Linked DNA regions of Macaca mulatta: region 2 is linked to region 1. The links are chromatin contacts, called in public Hi-C maps. All regions are on one chromosome and are shown on one strand. Each heading gives the region's core, a stretch centred on a gene start, on an enhancer-like site or on the middle of the called end of the contact. The rest is flanking DNA. Distances are from core to core; before and after follow the strand shown.

Evidence for each region. Hi-C and Micro-C count contacts between places; a contact is called where the count stands out from the background.
Region 2: a Hi-C map of fetal cortex germinal zone shows a contact between it and region 1, with 4 times the contacts expected there. The contact joins the promoter of ACVR1B here to the promoter of SCN8A in region 1. A contact is called at or near these places in 2 of 14 Hi-C or Micro-C datasets (fetal cortex germinal zone and fetal cortical plate).

What each region holds. Positions count from the first base shown.
Region 1 is chr11:58,779,590-58,785,383 of T2T-MMU8v2.0, reverse strand. It overlaps SCN8A (sodium voltage-gated channel alpha subunit 8), which reads right to left and starts at 3,895. Exons shown (of 26, transcript XM_077954281.1): 1 at 3,769-3,895.
Region 2 is chr11:59,131,637-59,137,741 of T2T-MMU8v2.0, reverse strand. It overlaps ACVR1B (activin A receptor type 1B), which reads right to left and starts at 4,449. Exons shown (of 9, transcript NM_001265630.1): 1 at 4,338-4,449. The coding sequence starts at 4,428.

The DNA.
Region 1 (5,794 bases), core at 2,646-5,145:
AAGTGCTTCTTTCCCTCTCTATGGGAAATAAAAAAGACTGGAAAAACATAATAAAACACAGATAATTGTTTTGCTTATGGTAGAAGCAAAGATGGTAAGGATGGTAAAACTAGGGATGACTTTTTCCCTCTGTTTTTACATATATTAAAATTTTTCTGCAATAAGTATGTATTTTTATAATTATGGTAACTGATCTCACTCTGGATAAACTTTGGATTTTTGTTGTTGTTGTTGTTGTTGTTGAGACGGAGTCTCGCTCTGTCGCCCAGGCTGGAGTGCAGTGGCCGGATCTCAGCTCACTGCAAGCTCCGCCTCCCGGGTTTACGCCATTCTCCTGCCTCAGCCTCCCAAGTAGCTGGGACTACAGGTGCCCGCCACCTCGCTCGGCTAGTTTTTTGTATTTTTTTTTTAGTAGAGACGGGGTTTCACTGTGTTAGCAGGACGGTCTTGATCTCCTGACCTCGTGATCCGCCCGTCTTGGCCTCCCAAAGTGCTGGGATTACAGGCTTGAGCCACCGCGCCCGGCCTTAAACTTTGGATTTATAACACTTTATAGTATAGCTTTATTGTCCTTAAATATAATCCATAGGAATTGAATATTCATTAATTCAAACATGTGCCTTCTAGAACAATTTGTTACATAATACCAGCACATTAAAGATAATTATTTTTCTTTCCATTCACAGAATGTTTTTCTTGCTTTAGGTGGACATGTCTCTATTTTTGCATTCTTTTCAACTAAGTGCACATTTCTTGTATATTCTCTACAGAACAATAATTCTCAATCTTTTCCTGGAAACAAGCACAAGAATGGCATTTGCCCCGATATAGCCCCAATTTATGTGTCTTTCAACTTTATGTATATTACCTTTTCAATGAGATTAAAATACTTTGATCACAGTGGAATCCAAATGGAATGAGCTACGTTATGTGGCAGTAAGTTCCCTACCAATGGATGTATTCAAAGCAAAGATCTCCCATAAAGGAGATTCCTGTATTGGATGGAAGGTGGTACCAAGTGAATTGTATGGCCTCCTTCCTATTTTATGATTTTAAAATAGTTTTTTGGACAAATCTACTTTAGAAATACCTCTGCTGTGTCAAGTGCCTTGCCCAGTTCACTATTCAAATCAACCCACAGAAGATGCTCTTCTGATCCAATTTAATTTAGTCAGCTATCGGATTACTTCTTGTGGAGACCAAGAATATTAACAGTTGCTTGCTATTTGAAATGACTGAAGTGTGCTGAAATAATGCAGTCAGCAAAATGTCACTATGGCTTACATATGGATCTGTTGCAGCCTGTAAAACATTGTCTCCATGAGGGACAGCCAAAATGAAGAGCTATGTGGGAGTAATAAAATATGATAACTAGGCCTTCAACCTCAAGTACAAACCCAGCTGCGCATGTACATACACATCCATGGGAAAGTCTGCTGATAATAAAAAGCAGAGAAAAACCCAATCATGTCCAGCGTGTGTGCACTTCGCCGCAGGACTGGTCGGGGAACTGTCCTTTCAGCACCACAGCAAGAAACCCGAGTACAAGCCTAAACAGAGGCAACCCAAAGCTGGACCAGGAGAAAAATTTGTTAAGGGTCCTACAAGGAAAACAACAGCAACCAGATGGTTGTTTTTAAGGATGCTGTATTCCACTTGATTATCCTTTATTAATTGAAAACAAAATCCTCAAAGGATTTTGATAAAAGTTTACAAAACCCCAAATGAAAACCAAAGCTGCTCAAACTGAAGCCAAGAAACCAATAACTGACCTGCACCATTATGAACTGCTTTGCAATACCCACCACAAGCTCTACTCAGAAACACAACACATTTACATATACCCTGAATCAGATGTTCGGAGAACACGGAACATGCTTGCAGCCCTCTCCAGGGAGGACCTCAATTTCTAGGACAGGGAATGCGTGCTGAACACCAAAGGATCACTACCCATAACCACCACCCCACCAACCAGCAACCAAATCCTCTTTCAGGGAGAAATGAAGGCCTTATGGGTCATGAGTTCCAAAGAAAAATGCTGCAGTATTTCAAGAACCAGGTTACATGTAATGTGCTACAAAGCTTTCAGCATTTTAAGTCTGATTCCCCCAAGATTCCTACCAGGATGATACCGTGTGGTAATGTTATCCAGCCATTTGCATTACAAATAAAAAAAAATTTTTTTGAGAAAAAAGCACAATATCCCCCCCGCCATATCTTCTAATGCACGTGGAGAAAAGAGAAGTGCAGAGGGATTTTGAGATAGTGAAAAACCTACCACACCCGATATCTCCATTGGAAAGCTAAAACATCCCCCAGCCCTAACACACTGCTACCTCTCTCTAAAGGCTCTCCAGGTTCAAACTTGAGAAAACAGTTATAAAAAGCACTCTCCCCCTTTACCCCCAAAGCCCCCACCCACACTTCCTGCTTCCATCCCTGATTCTCCGGTGCCCACTGTGCATGAAAAGCAGTTTTCCTTGTGTGGCAGAGCTTGCTCCATGCTAATTATTTCTCCCTCCCCCTGAATTTAGCCAGATGCAATCCAAAGTTTCTTCTACCCTCCCCCCAAACAGATGACATCCATTTATTATGAACGCTGATGCAGAATCTTGGAATCTCCGCACATAAAATGTATTCCCCCATGCTTCAAAAACTGCAGTGTAAGTGAGGAAGAGGGCATAGGGCGGAGTAGTTGGATGCAATGCATGGTTTGAAGAATCCTATTTATCGGGCTGAAAAATGGTTCCCATTCCATCCCAATTCGAAGCTGGGGCCCCTGAAAGGGTCTGACAGTCCTGGCTAACCCCGGGAAAGTTAGCCAAGTCTCCACTGGTGGTTGCTGCTGGCAACGGAAGGGATAGAGCTGAGCTCTCAGGAGAAATTGCAGAGGCTTTGCGGTGCCCCAAGGTACCAAGTGAGAACTAGAAAGGAGGGTCCAAGCCCACGGAGCTGGGCAAACAGTCCTGTACCCCAACGCTAACAAGAAGCCAAGGGTGCTGCTGCTGATGGTAAGGTGGGGGAGGGAGAGGAGAGGAACAAGCTCTGCATCGGGTGGCATAGGGGTGGGGGTGGGGGTGGGATGGGGGAAGGCGATATTCTCAAAGTGATGTGCTTCCAAATGCAGGGATCCTAGCCTGCCGAGGAAGGTCCCGGGAGCCCCCATCACAATCCCAGAGCACCCTGTTGGGAGGGGGACGAATGCATCCGAGTAAAGGACAGAGGGAGTCGGGAGCGCTGGCTGCCGGAAGAACCCAGGAGCCCTTGGCTTCTGCAGTTTTTAGCAATGTGAAGCCGGGTGAGGGAGAAGGATGCAGTAAGACATGGGGGAGGGGTAGAGCTGAGGGGCAGCTGTAGGAAGATCCCGACAGCGCTGCCCTTCCCAGTGCAAGCCGGCTAGGGGCCCCAACTCTGCCCCAGCACTGGGGGAGGGTGGGGGGCTGCACCGCGGAAGGGGCACCAAGGACGGGCCGTGTCCCTCACTGTAGCCGAGACGGAGAGAGCAGGGTGTCCGGGGTGGGGACTGGTGGTCCTCAGTTGTCCTAAGAGACCCCCGGTACACACGGTAGAAGGAAGCAAGACTTCCAAACACCCGTCCAAAACAAGGAGAGCAGAACCCCAGCTCCACGGCCCGTCAAGCCCCGCCGCGCACTCTGCGGCAAAGCCCCTGACTGGAGATGGGCGAGCCCCGCTCAAGGGTCCCGAGGTGAGAAGGGAAACCCGGAGGGCAGGAAGCAGCGCCAGGGCGGGGGCTCTGGGGCGACTTACGGCAGCGGCGGCGGCGAGGGAGGCAGCGGCGGCCCTAACGCGGGGCCCGGGAGGCGCGGCCGGACTGCAAAGGTGCCGAGGCTGCGGCGGGCGGGACTGCGGTGGGCGCCATCTTGGAGCGCTCCCCGCGCCCGCCCCCCGCGCCGCCCGACTCCTTGCATAATTGATGACTCGCGCCCGCCGCGCGCCACCGCGCGCGCGCCCCGCTCGCCGGGCCCCCCGCCCGCCCCGCCCCCGCGCCGACCCCTCCGCGCGCTCCCCCTGCCCGGGCCGGCCCCCGCCCGCACGCGCCACCGCCCCCGCCCCCGCCCCCGCCCCCGTGCTTCGCGCCCGCCCGCCCGCGCCCCCGCGGCCCACCTACCCCTGCAGGGCGCGCCCGCTCGCCCGCTCGCCCGCAGCGCGCCGCCCGCCCGCTGGCTCTCAGGCCCGCGTCCCCGCGCCGCCGGGAGCTGATCAGGGGCAAGAGGGAGCAGGGCGCCGGCAGGGGGCGCCGCCCGGGAGCGCCAGCGAGCGTCCCCGGGTCCGCCTCCGCGACACCCCCGCCGAGCCGCCGGGAGGGGCCGCGGGCTGAGGGCCGGGACCCGCCGCGAGACGCCGGCTGGCTCCCGGCCAGCGCCGGGCGGCAAGACCCGAAAGCTGTCGTGGTGACTCGCGTGCTCCGTGGCCCACGTCAGTGCCAAGTCTTACCTTTCTCCTGCCCCGCAGCAGTGCCGCTCTCAGTGAAGTTTCTGACATCCAAAAGCACAGGGAACTCAATTTACAGGATCTTGGGCCCACTGAAAAAATCAAGTCAATCAGCGGCAGGTGGAGGCTCGTGTTTCAGCCCACAGGGACCTATTGCTAGGAGCGGGGAGGCGCTGCCTCCCTGACAGCCCCCAGGCCACCTCAGTCTTTCCGATCCTCAGTCTGTCCATCTATAAAGTAGGCATGAGCGTTTCAACCACTCACTCCACCCTCACTCCAGAATCTAGGTAAGGAGTGCCAGAGCTCTTTGCACTTTACTGTGCTGCTCCTCTACTTAATATTTTCCTACCACCAATCACAAGAGGGAAAGAGGGTGTAACAACCTCTCCAGACCTCAGTGTTCTCGTCTGTAAAAGGAAACAATCACAGTAGCAACCTGATAAACTTCTTGTTTGTATTAACGGGGAGAATGCACTTCACACATTGCTAACACAGCCTGGCACACGGTATGCTTATCACATAATGTGCCCTCTACAATACATTTAAAATTAGCTTTACTGGAGTATATTTGCATGTGTTTAGATTGTACAATTTTGACATATGTGTACATTCATGAAACCATCACCACCAAGGTAATGAACACACCCATCACCTCCAAAAATTTCTCCGTGTGCTTCTTTGTAATCACTCCCTGCATCGCTCGCCCCCACACACCCTCTCCAGGCAACCACTGATCTTCTTTCTATTACTGTACATTGGTTTGCATTTTCTGGAATTTTAAATAAATGGAATCATACAGTACAAACTCTCTTTTTTGTATGGCTTCTTCCACTCGGCATAATCGTTTTGAGATTATTCAGTCGTTGCCTATCAAGAGTTCCTTTTTACTGCTTAGTAGTATTCTTTATGGGGATACACCACAGTGTGTTTATTCAATCACCTGTTGATGACATTTAGGTTATTTCCAGTGTTTGCCTATTACGAACAAAGCTGTTAGGAGCATTCGTGTGCAGGTCTTTGTATAGATATATATGCTTTTGTTTCTCATGGGTATAAGTATCTAGGAATGGAATAACTGAGTCCTGTTTTAGTTGTATATTTAACCTATTAAGAAAGGGCCAAACTGCCTTCCAAAGTGGTTATGTCTTTCCATTCCTACTAGCAGCATGTGAATTTCAGTTGTTCTACATCCTCATCAACATTTGGGGTGATTAATTTTAACTGTTTAAATAGGTGTGTAGTTTTATCTCACTGTGGGTTTGTCTTCCATTTCACTAGTGACTAAAGATATTGAACATCTTTTCATGGATTTGTCATCACTAAATCCTCCGGCGAAGTGTCT
Region 2 (6,105 bases), core at 3,200-5,699, 350 kb before region 1:
CTAAAGAAAACCAAAAAGCCCAGAGTCGCGTAAAGTGGCACTGTCTCTGAACCCTAGAGAGCAGATAAAGACTGCCGGGGATGGAAACGTCACAGCTAAACCAAACTCTGGCAACTCTACAGAGTAAAGGAAAGAAAGATACTCTCTGAAATCGTATTTTTGCTTAGCATACCATTTCTCCATAACAGAGGAGAGAGAACAGACATGGACAAAAATGATGCCTCTGAAGCCAAAGCTCAAGTTAAACCATGCATGAGAGTGAAAAACTGAGAAGAACAGAAACTCAGAGCAGGTATCTGAACCTGGCCATGAGGCAGTGCCTGCAGAGTGAAAGAAATGCAAGTTGGACTTAAAAGGTTCCCGCATTCCCAGTCCAGGTGGAACTGATGGGCTGTGGCTGCCTGCAGTATGTCCAGCATCAGAAGCACTGGTGAGAAAGGACTCTAGAATTCCCTTTTTATGAATACAGAGAGGAAAACGAGATTAAGACCCTCTTACAAGAACTGAAGACAAAGAGGCGAGATCCCAGAATTAATGTTCACTGCTACTCTGAGCAAAAATTGAACAGTAAACAATAAAGATTTCAAAATTATAAAGAGCCACTTCAGTATTCTGTATTTAACCTTCAAAAATTAAGATGACCTAAAGCACCACGAACTGAGAATTCCATTCCACCTCAACACCCTGTGCTCCTCAGTTATTATGAGAACAGACTGCAACCCAATTCAACTCATGTTCCAAAATGCAACAAGCAGCTTCAACAGGACATGCTGGAAGAAGCAGCACGTCTCATCGTTTACTGATTCATATTTTGGTAGCAAGGTTACAATTAGCTCACCGGTAGAGAATAAACCTATTTATAACACAGCAGTCCACCTGAAAGACATAATCATCTAAAAAGGTTCTTAGAGGAAAATAAAGTGCAGGTTCTTCCTGTACTGATTGCAGGTTCCCAAGGTCCTTTTGGATAAAGTCCTCAGTCTAACCTTCCTGTGTTCACAGTCACCATTCTGGCCACTTCTCAGCCTCCATGTTCTTATGTAACATTTACATAGTGCCATAAACATACCCAGAGTTGCGTAAGAATTAAAACATTGCCAAACCAATAAAGCCTAAAGCAGGTCACTCCCTCCAGACTGTCTTTGATTAGCACAGGTATGCTGCCTAGTCAACGATGTAAGAGCCTGCCAGAGACAGAAATTAACTTGAGGAAATCTGAAAGGGGTCTACAAAAAAGCACAAAAAGAAATTAACCACACTGTGACATGCTGTACGTCTATCAATCACAGAGTATGTTTTTCTGCTCCATAAGATAAAAAAGTAACCCAGCATTGCTTATTCACTGAAGTCAGAAACGTGTCTAAAAATACCTCCCCGCCAACTGGCTATCAGTAAGTCAGACTCACAAATGTCCCAATAAGAGTGACACAAAATATTTCCTTATTTTACAGAGGGAAAACTGAGCCAGTCACAGAAAGGTTAAGTTACTTGTTCAAGGACAACTTGTAAGAGAGCTAAGTTCTAGGGCTGAAAACCAGCCTCCTCCCTCCATCTGGCTTTAACCTTTAACCAGAGTAGCCATTTTAATATGTTTTATCACATCTGTTCCAGGAGCTGTTTAAACAAAACTAATCAGAGGTCCTCTACAAGACTGCACTTCCACTGTACTTAAAATCCATGTCCACTCAACAAAATTACAAGGGTTGGCTTGAAATTAGATTTTCAGTCCGCTCACAAAATTTCAAAATGTTCCTATGAGAATGTCAAATATCTCTCTTGTTGCTTTTGTCTTAAGAAATGAATGTCATGTTCTCCTGCTACTAACTCAATTTTACATTTTTAAATGTGAAAATTCCAAAGCCAGGCCTTAAAACATGTACACCTATCAAACGGATGCTATTTCTAACTGAAACTCATTCTCCTTATCACTGGCCTTTTACTAAGTCCTAGTTAATTCATTAATAGAAATGCCTATCCCTTACTGCCCTCACATCATGTCCAAGTACCAGGCATCTTCAGGCATCAGAGCTGCCTGGCTCTGTCACTCCTCCAGCCCACATAGGGGAGCACTATATAGGAAATGCAGGGGAGGGGAAAAAAATCAACTTCTTGTTATCCCACAGCCTCTATTTTCCCAGAACTGACGTTTTACTTTAAGCCTTTTGCAGCAGTGGTCTCCATAGCATGCACTACTGGCAACTAGACGTGTCCCGGAAAAAACTGTAGTGTCTGGCCAAGAAGTTTAAAGGCCCTGGAGAATGTTTGCTGGACACACAACCTAATTTCCAATTTACCAAAAAAAGAAACGAACTCCCTATTTTACCCACCCACCTTAACCCCCACAAACATCCATTTTAGGAAGATTACAAAAAAATGAACTCTGCCCCAATCAGAACCAATTGGATTATCAAACATTCTTAACTAGGCTCACAACCAGAAAAACCCCACAAACACTACATCAAATCAGCAGGGAAATGACTGTTAAAAATCCTGGATAAGGGGCAGGATAAAAATTCCTATACGAGGAATTTAAAGATTTATACATACACAAATAACATGGCAAACCTAGAGGTTCAATCTCCCCCTTTTTTTTTTCTACCCCAGTAGAGAACATTATGTTACACATTCCAAAAAACGGTCCTTAATAAGGCCCGATGAACATCCTTATTCATGCAAATCATTATCTCACCACAAATGTCAAGCTCGGTTCATACACCTTCACCATGTTTCTCAAACCCCTCAGCCACAGAGCAGTGAGGCCGAAGAACACACACGAGGTGCTTAGCAGAAGCATTAGCCCGTGAACAAAGACCCCGCTGCACAGGCTCCACCACTGGGAACAAATATCAAAGCCGGAGATAATGAACTTGTTTTTGAGACTCCAAAGTGGCATGGTGTCTTTTCTTGACTGTCTGGTTTATTAAAGACGACTGAACCCACCTGAGAATCATTATTTTTAGGGGAGAAGAGAGCCACAGAACACACTTGATCTCCCATTGCTGGAAGGTTAGGGGCTGCTGAGAAGTCAAAGCAGCAGGCTTTGTACATTGGGAGCGAATACAATCCTGATCATCTCTCCCAGATCCATCTGTGGGTCAATAATCGCTTCAATATAACTGCCAAATATAACCTTCATCTACTACCTCAAGACCAAAACACATTCGCCAGGACTCTCTTAAATGAAATATTTTAGGGTTTCATCTGCTCTTCTCAGCCCCCAAAGCCTCAAAAACAACACAGCCAGCGGAGTGTCCCGCAAAAAGGTACCCGCTTCTACAGAGGGGAGAGTGGGGGTGGTATAAGGCGAGCCGCAGACTGTGGGGATTGGAAGGTAAGGGGTGTGTGAGGGTGGGCGGGCTGGGAAGAGGCATCGTGTAGGAAGGTAAATAAGTACTGACCAAGGGCCGGGGATACAGTCCGGTGGTGGGATCTTTAAATAATCTTGGGGGGTTGGAGACACGTTCTAAGATTTCACCTGAAAGGCATCCACAAAGTGATTAACTGAATGGGCCCCCCGGGGTAGGGTAGGGGAAGCGAGGAGGAAAGCAAATACACCTAGATTCAGATCAACCCTTGGGGAACTCGGTTCCATAGGGTTAGGGATTCCAAAGCTAGGCTCCAAAAAGGTTTAGGGGCCTGTTCGTCCCACTTCCTCCAAATAGCCTCCACGGGGCATGTGTGCCGGAGGGCGGAGGGGGGGATTGCCCCACTGAACTCAAGGGATTGAGTGAAGGGGAAATGTGACTCCCTTTCCCAGAACATTAGGGAGGCAGGAGAGGGAGGGGAAGAAACACGCCAAGTGCAGGACCTGAAGGAAAGGTTAGAGACCCCTTCCCCTACAGTCTCGAGGTGCGCGGGCTCTCAACATCAGGATCCCTCGGAGAGGCTAAGACCCCACCGCCCGAACCCCACAATCTTGGCGGGAGAAAGATGCCCCCCAGGAGCATCTGGAGGGAGGGAAGAAAGCCCCCCGCCCCTGGACACGGTGAAGGACAGAAACCATGGACCTCCAAATCTTGAGGCTGGAAGCTCGGGCTCCCCTCTATGGAACATGAGGGCGCTGGGAGCGCGACCCCCGAGAGCTGCCCGAATCCAGTTCCGCCTGGAACAGGGCTCGGGTCCCAAGGGGCCCGGCGTGAGCTCCGCCGCCGAAGGGCAGCCGCGCCTCCGAGGTCTGGGAAGCTGACTGGGGGTCACCCCGACTCCTCCGCGCCCCCCACCCGGCCATATTGTGCGCGTGGGGAGGGGGCGCGCTGTAGCCCAGCGGCCGCGGCTCGAGGCCTCGCCCTCGCCCAGCCCTCTCCATCCCGGCCCCCGCCCCCCGCCCCAGGACTCACCCTGGATTCCCCGGGGCCCGGACCCGCCGCTGCCGGCGAGCAGGAGGACAACAAGGGGGAAGAAGGAGGAGGCTCTGGCCGACTCCGCCATAGTAACCGCCGCCGCCGCCGCCGCCGCCGCAGCCCAGCAGCGCCCAGCGCGCGCGCGCGCCCCCGGCGCCTCCCCTCCTCCTGCTGCCCGGCTCCCGCCTCCCTCTCCTCCGCCCGGCGCCGGCACGTGCACTCCCGGCGGAGCCGGCGCCGCGGCCGCCGCGCGCGCCCCCGAAGGGCGGGGCCGGGGCGCGCGCGGGCGCCCGCCTTAAAGGGGAGTGTCCCTGTTAAAGGGGTGGGCGGGGCTCACGCCTCGGCCAACCTCGCGGATCGGTGCCGAGCCCGGCGCGGAGGAGGCCGGAGCCGAACGTGCAGTCTCCTCCCTCTCCTGCACCCCACGCAACGCAGGATTATCTTATCAGAGTCGATCCCCCGCCCCTGTCGAATATTCTACGAATCCCGTGCGTGTTCCAGTTCCTCCATCCCTGCGCCTAGCCGCAAGCCCCCAGCGCGTCCCCTGGGATAATCGCCACGGTCTCCTAACTGGTTTCCCTGCTTGGTTTTGCCCCCTGCTATCCTCTGGACGCGGTAGCCTGTGTGATGGAATTGCAGCATGCTCCTTTTCAGAACACAGCAAAGATCTTTACTGATGACAGTATGGGTAAGGGTGCCGTGTCAGGCACTCTGACTGGGCGGGTAGGTAGAACCCTTTTGGTAAACAATTGTCATTATGCATCAAATGCCTTAGAATATTCATATCCATTTACCCAGTATGATCCCCTGTCTTCAAGAAATAATAAGAGGACAGATGTTTATTAAAAATGTTAACTTGTATATTTATTATTGTAAAAAGGTGGAAACTAAGTAGACAATAATAGAAAATGTTAAATTATGGCCCATCCATATGATGAAACATTATTTAGTAATTTTAAATCCTGTCTACAAAAACTTATGACATGAGAAAATGCTTACAAGATAATGTTAAATTAAAACAAAATGCAAAACTGTTCACAGCATTATTCAAATTGTATTGATAATATGTATTTATAGGAAAAAAAGACTGGAAGGATATTTACCCAATAGTAACAGTAGTTATTGCCATTTTTTTTTAACTTTTTATTTTACCATTTCAATAATTTTTAAATATTTTTCAAATAAATGTTACTTTCAAATCTAGAAAAAATGCTTAAGAAAGTAAACAAATCACTCCATATCTTTCCGAAAAGAGGTCAGTTTCTTTAGCTTGAGAAAGAACTTGATATAATGGAAAGGGCAGAATTTTTGCAGTCAGATAATTCTGGATCTGAATTCTGCTTCTTACTAACTGAAAACTTGGGCAAGGTTTGAACCTCTTTAAGCACAGTTTCACCATCTGAGATCTAGGGGTGGTAAGGACAGCTAGAGGTAGGGGGAACAATTTATTATATGGAATTCTCACCTTCTAAGTTTCACCAACGTGAAGAACTCCCATTATCATATCCGGAAAAGATAAAGCTGAAAACACACTCGCCAGACACAGTGTACACACAATCACATAAAGTCATGGGGAGGCATTGTCTACAAGTTGGTCAGTGTAGCTGAATGAGTAAATAACTTATTCTCCTCTCCCTCATCTGCCACAAATAGGCTCACCCCACCTAGTCCATCTAGGTGGTTTCCAATCCATGCTCTGTCCACCCAGCTGTGGTGCACACAGTGCTAGGTTACTGTGTTAGTTTCCTACTACCAAACTGGGTAG